2 separate regions of the Acanthopagrus latus genome follow, and region 1 is linked to region 2. A link is a contact called in public Hi-C data. All regions are on one chromosome and are shown on one strand. The core of a region is the stretch at or near the end of the contact, and the rest is flanking DNA. Distances in the headings are between cores, read along the strand shown.

Evidence for each region. A called contact is a pair of places that touch in the nucleus more often than the background predicts.
Region 1: a Hi-C map of muscle shows a contact between it and region 2, with 4 times the contacts expected there. The contact joins the promoter of LOC119023738 here to the promoter of tmtc2b in region 2. A contact is called at or near these places in 2 of 4 Hi-C or Micro-C datasets (both in muscle).

Annotation. Positions count from the first base shown.
Region 1 is chr8:22,033,903-22,038,211 of fAcaLat1.1, forward strand. It overlaps LOC119023738 (protein FAM180A-like), which reads left to right and starts at 2,085. Exons shown (of 3, transcript XM_037105847.1): 1 at 2,085-2,241. The coding sequence starts at 2,163.
Region 2 is chr8:21,870,365-21,874,920 of fAcaLat1.1, forward strand. It overlaps tmtc2b (protein O-mannosyl-transferase TMTC2), which reads left to right and starts at 2,105. Exons shown (of 12, transcript XM_037108227.1): 1 at 2,105-2,674. The coding sequence starts at 2,592.

The sequences.
Region 1 (4,309 bases), core at 835-3,334, 160 kb after region 2:
ACCCCGGGCTCGATCCGCCTCTGAGTCACTCAGTAAGTACACCAATTTGAGAAAGGAAATTATTTGGGGTACGGCCTAGAATAACATTTTCATTTAATTTGCCCACTGAAAGAATATTGTGTTTGTTCAAGTTTTGGAGCTGTAGTTCTTGGAGGTTTTGCAGAGGCCACAGCTCTGCTGCCAGTTTGAGCTCAGCCTGCGTCCGCATTCCTCTGCAGCAGCCCGACTGCCACATCTGAGTCTGAGGCGAAGCTTTGTCCCACTCCGACTTCCACGGAGACACATCTGGGCGCCTGAGGGCCACATGTATGGAAATGGCCTCCAGAAAATGCAACCGTGTGCCGTGCTCGCATGTTGGCAGCACTGCGTGTCCTAAATGAATGCTAAAATAGCTCTCAAACAAATAAAAATAATTTTATATGGTTGCACTTCTGGTAAGTGTTCCTTAGGCTTGTGGAGAAGGCAGTGCCGTGCCAGGCAGTGAACAAAGTCTTTCTTTGTGGTTTCTGCGTTATGTTTCCGTCCAGAACATGGGGTGCGTGCATTGTATAATTGGAAATAATCACTTAGCTCAGTTTCATGTTCATGGAGTGTGAACTTTCCGCATCTGTCCTCCTGAGGACCACAAAACCGAGCTGGTCGCCCGGGGTCATTCTGGCACCGTCACGTACGCTCCGGCCCACTGAGGGAGCATGCTGTTGGCAAAAAAACAGAATTAACTTGTACACAAACAGGGCTCCAAGAGGACTATAAACATGGTCCCTCACCCAAATCAGTTCTGCAACCCACAGAGCGGAGCCAGCATAAACAACATTGTTTTAAAGAAAGTAACAATATATGTGTCTGACAGGCACAAAATGTTCCACATGACAAGCTGAGCAGAGAGATAATGACCAAACTATACCATCGTTTCAATCTAAAATTATGACTGGACAGAAAAGTCGCCAGATTAAGATGTTGGAATTGTATGTCACATCAACATTTCTACAGTATTAATCATTATCACCTCACTTGTATTTCCTCTCAGGATGAGGAGGATGCTGTGGTGGGACAGGTGAGAGGGCTGCCAGAGGTTTCTACAAACCATGGATATGTTGATATGTTACATTTCTTTAATTGTTTCCTTAGGTTCACTTGTCTAAATTTTATATTGTGACCGTACTGTTAGGTTTAGGCATCAAAATCATTTGATTGGGGTTAGGAAAACATCACACCTGTTTTGATCACCTCAAATGCAGCTAGAGATGATCCAACATCTGGTCAAAAACACCTGGTTTTATCACAACAAACATGAATGGAAATGGCCCAGAAGTGTCCTAAAAAATACCTTGTACCAGAATGTTGAAATGCATCCTCAAACTGCAGTCAGTGGCTTGGCTATCTGTCTGTATCTCCACCACCAAGATGAATATTGAAGTTAGGTCATAAACATGAATGAAAGGTGAATTGTTAACATGAAACATACAAATGCGGTCATGCTAGCGCTTTGCAGAAATGTGCTCACATTTTGTTCTGGTGACTGGGCGCAAAAAAACAATGTTCAAGACCAGATTGCTTCCTGTTTCAACTGACAAACCTGGCTAATTTTAGCAACCACTGAGACGTTTTCCAGCTGTCGCTAAACTGGCTGCCAGAAGTTGATCTGCTCATAACCCTTACCAAGTGTTTCTTGTGCCTAACCAAACCGAAACCTTCAGCGCAGCGTTGCCACAACAACTGAGGCATTTATTCTGGCGGCTGGGATGGACGCGATGCACTGTTGAGTTGCATTAGCACAACAGTGGATTTCAATTCAATACCTGTGAGTGATGAGAAAATGATTTTTTTTTACTGTCTGTGAACCTGGTGACAAGCAAGCTGCTGAAAGCATTTTAAGAGATGAGGTGCACAGTCAGAGGAGAGAGAGAGAGAGAGAGAGAGAGAGAGAGAGAGAGATCAGATGTGGATGGAAGGGAGGGGGGGGAACACAGTCCCGAGGACAGATGGGGTGAGGGAACATAAGTGATGTGATGAAGAAAGTGCACAGTGTGGTGCTGTGCGAGGCTGCGGAGGCAGAGTTAAGAGAGGGGAATAAATGCAACAGAGGAGCATCCTGGGTGCTGACAGGCAGACAGAGACACAGTGGCAGACGATACATGCGGCTATCGTCGTGAGAGTGAGTCATGCTGCCCTGGAGGATGGTCATCGTTGGTCTTTTCTACTGCTGCATCAAAACAGGTGGTGCACAGCATCAGGCTAAAGGTAAGACACGAGCCGAGGTGTGATCTTTGAATGCAGGTCAGCAAACATTTCAGTTAGTAGAGTCAAGTTTTCTCCACATGACTCTTCACAGAGCAAAATATATTTCAGAGCAGAGAGAGCGTCATTTGATCTCTCTTTCATGTGAGTCTTGGCTACAGGAGAATTTCACGCATAAGTCGGTTATTTATGCAGTGTTAATGATCTATTTGCAGTGACTGAATGAGTCTTGGCTGTAGACTGAGTGTACTTTGGTTTAGTGTAACATAATATTGATTCATTTAAAAAATGCAAATTAACAAAATCTTGTACAAGCATAGCTTTGTAATGGGGATGACCTCATTATGTGTATTGGACAGGAGAATATTTTTTTCTCTGCAGCCCTCCTACACGAGTGGGAAATGATCCGTCTACAGCAGCCCCGTTGTGTTGATTTTTCACCTACAGCACCTTTAATAGAGCAGAATCCAGAACGTTACAACACAAAAAATACTAAATAAGTGCCGTCTCACTCATTTGTCAGAGGAATACTGTGTTTTTCAGTCGAAGCGCACATTTATTCTATGCACGCTTTTATCATCATCTCTCTACTAAGTTCAGATGTCATCCGCACCTGTTTCTAATACAAAAGGAGGAGCAGGGGGATCTAAAGACAATCTGACAGAGGAAACTCATATTCCTCAAGTGAAATGAAAAGCATACCGCTGAGATATCCCGGCCCGCGCCTGTCATGAACCGCTTTTGTCTCATCAGTTGGGATCTTTGATGGTTTGATCAAATGTTATTGGTCCCATCGTTCACCGAGACATGAACAGAAATTAAGATCCAGGGATGACATGGCGGTGCAATAACTCAAATGTTGGATTTTTTTGTTTTGTTTAGTTTTTTGGCTGGGGACACTTCTCCACTGACAGGAAGCACGAGCAACAGTTAAAAGCACTGAGAGTCATCAGAAGCACATATTTGTCCTCTGTTATCCCCTTGATACAGAGCTCAGCTGGTAAACACATGAAGTGGTTTGTGCGGTTCTTATGATAGGCGTAATTTAAGGTTCATCTAAATTGCTCCAACAATAAGCACTCTGCAATGCATTTAGATGTAGATAACTGGGTTTTTTGATGGTTAAGCAATAACGTTGAAATGCTTTCATCAGTATGTTTTACTAGAACATAGATTTATTTAATCGTGGCAGTTTGGAGAACCCCTAAAGAGAAAAAGTAATCATCGCTACAGTGCCAGCAGTTACTGGCCTTATTGAACGTAGATTAATGGCGATCATTATCTAAACATTACAACTGACTCGTGTGGATTATCTGATCCTGCAGCAGTCTATTAAAAGATCATCATTTTGTCGAGCCTGTTGTTTCTGACACCAAGTCTGTGGCGAGAAGTAAAAAGAGTTGGCGGATGGGTTGTTGACTCTGGCTCAGACATCTAATGCTCTTCTTGATTTTGTTTCCCTCTCTCGTCACAACATCTTTACTCCAGACAAAACTGTACAGGTTTAATGGTTTGGATTGTGCTGCTGCAGATTAAATTGATGACATCGAACAGCACGGTCCAGTTCAGTCACGAACTCTACCGCTGCCTCCAAGTCTGCATGACAGGGCAGCTATCCGTCTAGATTTTTGTCTGCATGATTTCCTCTTCAATTTTTTTCTACCATCTGTTTTTTATTTTTTTTTTATTTTTTTTTTTTCATCTTTTCATCTACACTACATAAACAGTGAGCTGAAGTTAGGGAGTGGTTACCTAGAATTGATCCTATATACCAATAGTGAAAGGAAGGACTCAGATCTTTTCTTTAAAGATGCATTGTGCACTAACTGGTCACCTGTTGAATTCATACTCACAAATGGGGGGGGGGGGGCATATCACTCAACTGCTACAAGGTTCAGTTAGCTCAGTTAGCAGAGCAGCTAGCGGTCCAGACTGTGAGCTTGGAGCACCAGGTAAGTGTTAGCAGGGCTAGCTGGTTAACATGGTTTGCAGCACAATACGTAGACGTCATGATGTTAGAATTTTTCTAAATTCACATATTCTGTAATTTTAGTGAAGTTTACATACTGCA
Region 2 (4,556 bases), core at 855-3,354:
GACATTTAATCTAAGAAGCAAAAGTGTTGTGTCGGCCACTCAGATCAGTCTAATTAATTCCTGAAATGTGTTACATGGAAGTGTCCTGCTGTTGTCCTGTGAAAGGCTACATTGAAGTCTGCTCCGACAGATGGGGGCCTGTCTATTGAAACAACTCTGAATCAATATGCAGTGGGCCAGGCTACTTGCTTTGTCTGTGAAGCACTTTTATTTCCCCCCCTCGCCTCGCCGCTGCCGTCTTACATCTTTATATTGTGTAATATCCTCTGTGGAGACGAGTCCAGGAACATTTTAACGGCCAGGAACATAAAGAACTCTCGCTCTAATAAGCTGCTTATTGATTTTGGAAATTAAAATGCGTTGTTCATCCTAAAATTGATGATAAAAGATCCAATCTAGAAAAGTATAATAACTACCAGACATTGCACTCATCATGGAAAAGAACACTTGTGTTATTTTATTCTATTAGTATTTTAAATGGGCCATTTTGGACTGATGGGATAATCATCCCTCATCAACTCAAGCAGTCTTATTTTTCATTAAGGACGATCAAGTTGGTACAACAGAGGCTGAAGTAATGTCCGTCCCCACAGACATCATGCACTGTGAGCCCTCTACTGGCCGCTGTGGGGTCAGCTGATCTGTGCACTCATCTTTCAGCCTGCTCAAAGCTAAATCACTGGAAAACAATCACTATAGTGACACACCGAAGAGACTGCCAGTAGCCAGTGTGACGCACATGTCACCTAAAAAAGGTCTCGTCCCTTTGAGATTTAATCTGAAAGACAGCCAGTGTTTTTGACTGAGGAGGTCTCTGCTCTGACAGACACCACTCACAAAACTATGATTTTTGGATGAAAAGCAAACTGTTAAGAAACTTAAAAACAAACAAACAACTGTTCTCTCTTTATCAATAAACAGAAGTAAAAGAAAAAAAAACTTGAAATGCAATGCATAACTACTGTTTTCTGCATTTACATTCAGTTTTTTGGAGCCAGATTAGTACTGAAGGCCTGATGAACGTTCACTTAAATCATCCTCAGCACACTGGATGATTTCACACTGCTGTTATACTCTCTAGCCTCCTGTTTTAATCATTATGCATCTAATTGAAGACAAAGATATATACATATCAGCCTATATCATGATGTGCCGTATTTGGTTGGTGATCAGAATGACATTACTGTTTGAAATCATATTCCACTAATCGCAGTGTAACCCCAAGGGAAGGAGATAATGGTGAAAATAAATCAAATATGCAGGATTCCGCTCAGAGAGTCCACAGCACCCACCTGAACGACTCCGGGATGTCCTTGAACGTCACAGCGAGGACCACCTCCACATTTTGGACTGCTGTTAGTGGTAGCAAGTGACCCTTAACCAACTGATCTCAGCATCATGTGCTGTGATTTATCCCCATCTCCGTCGGTGGCGCAGCGCGCATGCGCTTCAAATCTCCCTCACCACATGGATCTTGGCTGCGTCAACGACCCAGAGACAGCAGGAGCAGAGGCGGAAGTGAGGCAGGTACATACCAAAATTAAAGCATAAATGTACAACTACATTGTAAAGGACATCTTTAAGGGTGATTTACCTTTTAAAATCATGGATTAAAAAGTGATATCATATGTATATATGTTGTGCGTATTTGTAATGTGCTGACCTGGGCAAAATGGATTTCCCCTGTAGAAGATGAAGAACATGTAATCTAAAGTTATCTTAATTTATGGTAGAAAAAAAATCAGTTTCTGACATAAATATATATAAATATTTGTATTATCTTCACTACACGTTGAATATCAAATTATGCTGCTGGGTGATTGATTGGCAACCTTTCGCTGAAAGGTATAAGGTGCACATGGCAGAGGTAATAGGAAATCCACATGCATACATTGCAAAAAACGCTTTTGTTTTGTTTTGTTTTTCGTCCTGATGCGGTTAAAAGAATGTTTAAATGTCATGAAACCAGACGAAAACGTTCTCATCTCACCATGTGTCGCCCAAATCGTGTGAGCGCTATGAACGTGCCTTATTGTGAAAGTCCTGCCGGAAGTGGCGCACGTCATCGAGGCTGTCTTGACGTCGGTGTGGCTCACGTCGTTGATCCGGCAGCGGCCGCTGAGCATCAGAGCGCTGATCCTCCTCCTGTGTGTCGGGAGGGAAGGCGTGCTGAACGCTGCCGCTGCTGCTGCTGCTGCTGCTGCTGCTGTCACACATCCACTGAACGCCGCTCGTCCTTTATTTCCTGTCCAACTCCCAGCAGGATAAAACAGCTCCCACTCAACATGGGTTAGAGACAGAGGACCGGGCAGAGGAGAGGACAGGACGAGGAGCGACCTTATGGATTATCCACTTTGTGCACTTCAGCGAGGAGGATGATGGGGGGGGAGCCGGACTTGTTTTCGCGGAGACATCCTGACAAAGACGGGGACTGAAGAGGGAGATCGGGGACTCGCTGCTGCCTTCTCTCTGTCTCGCTTCGCATCTCTTTTGTTTTGATTTTATTTATTTCATTTTTTAAATATCATTATTATTTTTTATTTTTTTTCATTACTTCCCCCCCACCCTCCGCGTGTGTGCGAGACAGAGAAATGTTCGCAGAATTGCTGTGCGGCGCCGTGGCTCTGGTCCTGTATGTCAACACTCTGGGCGCCGATTTCTGCTACGATGACAGGTACTTGTTGGGATGAATGAATGAGGTCCAGCCCCCCCGTGTTACTAACACCGCTGTCCCCACTGTGTGTCTCTGATCCGCTCTACACCACAGCATGGCATCACCGACCTGCTCTCTCATTCGTTCATTCATTCATTTATCTTGATGCCGTAACTCTGAATGAGCAGTGTGTCAGTGCACCGGCAGCACCTGGCACTGAGAGCCTGTCGTTAATAAAAACCAGTCAGCCCCTGAGGGTGATTATCAGATCACCAGGAGAATCGATATTATGATGCAGTGAGTCTTCCTGGTGTTCTTTTACTTCTTCTGCTTGCCAGAAACTTAGTAATCACTACATTCCTGTCTCCTGCAGACACTTGCTTTCTGGGGAGTTCACGAGGTTGTGATCACACACTGTTTCCACATATTCTAGTCATGTTCCCTGCAGCAGGAGGGGTCATTTTTGTTTTTTATTTTACAGGATGAGCAGTGAAATCAGAATAGTGCTCGGTGCAAAGTGCTCCAGAGTCTGAACTTTCTCCAAGTCTCTGAGTTGCACTGGAGGAAATAATTGATCTCTGGAGGAGAAATTATGTCTTCCTGCTCCGCAGGACGAGTCCCGAACTGTTCTGAATGTGCAGCCTGATGAAAGCGTTTGGTTGTGAATCCGCTTCTCGAAAAAAAAAAATGAACGGGCGGGTTGTCACCCTCCGCTTGAAACCATCAGTTTGAGGGATGGAGCTCAGTGCTCGGGTTCAGCGGGGTAATGCATTACTCATAGCTGGCCTTTTGATATTTGATGGCTGAATGGTTGTCAGAGCCTCAGGCTCATTAATGCAGCCCCCATGCCTTGATGTGGGTCAGAGGCATCGCTATTTTCCTCCTGCCATTATTTCCTAACTAATAAAGGTTGATTAATAAAGAGATATAAATATTAGGAGCGGATGTTAAACAGCTGTACGTGCCAGCAGGTGTTTATATTAAAGGGGCACTGTGTAGGTTTGGAGAAAAGAACGTTAATGAGGTTATAATGCAAACATTGTTTTCCATAACTGGGTAAACAAGCTGTTCTCAGGGGAAAAGAAGGTCCCGGGAACACTGTTTGGAGCTGGAAAGGTGGCAGGGTCCGCCACATACAAACAAAGTGTTGTCATTTGACGTCAGTTTGTTGTTTATACAGTTTATTCCACCGTGAAAAGAGAGATGAAAAAGACACCAGTGAGTGGAGATCTTTCTCCTCCGATTAAAACTACGTAGTACACCTTTAAAGCACACCCAGGGGGAGCAGCTCGGTGTAGAAACGGCGCATTAACACTCTCCACATCAACCGGCGCTGTGTTTCCTTTCCATGTTCGCTCGCTGCTGTGTGTATGGAACGCTTCCTGTGTAACACTCTCCCCGAGGCCTTGCAGAAAGTCTGATGCTGCTTCTTGCAGCGTGGCTCTTTGCGCCGCTCCGCGTCGCGCTTAGGTGCAGCTCCTTGCGAGAGCGATGGCGTCCGGCGTCCATAAGCCTGTCAGGGAGCGGCCTCACCCCCGCGCAGAGGTGATAGGCTACTTCGCCACTTGCCGATTCGGCTGCTGCTGCTCCTGCTGCTGTGTGGCTGCAGGAGAGCCTCCAAGATTTTAATGCAAGACAGGGATCCAAACCCATGATCATTCAGCGAGGAGATGTTAGCATAATGTTATTTATTACCACGCCGGTCCAGGGCCAAGTTATTGCAGGCTTCCTAGGGAACAGATGAATGACACGGCTATTCAGTGCCAGCCGGGGATATTTCAAGGTTTTTCTTTTTGTTGTTGTTGTCTGCCTCTGACGTGTTTTTCATCGCAGGCTAATCTGTCAGGCAGCATTATCTGTTTTTAACACCATGTGTTTTGGTTGGGGCTTGTAATTAGCAGCC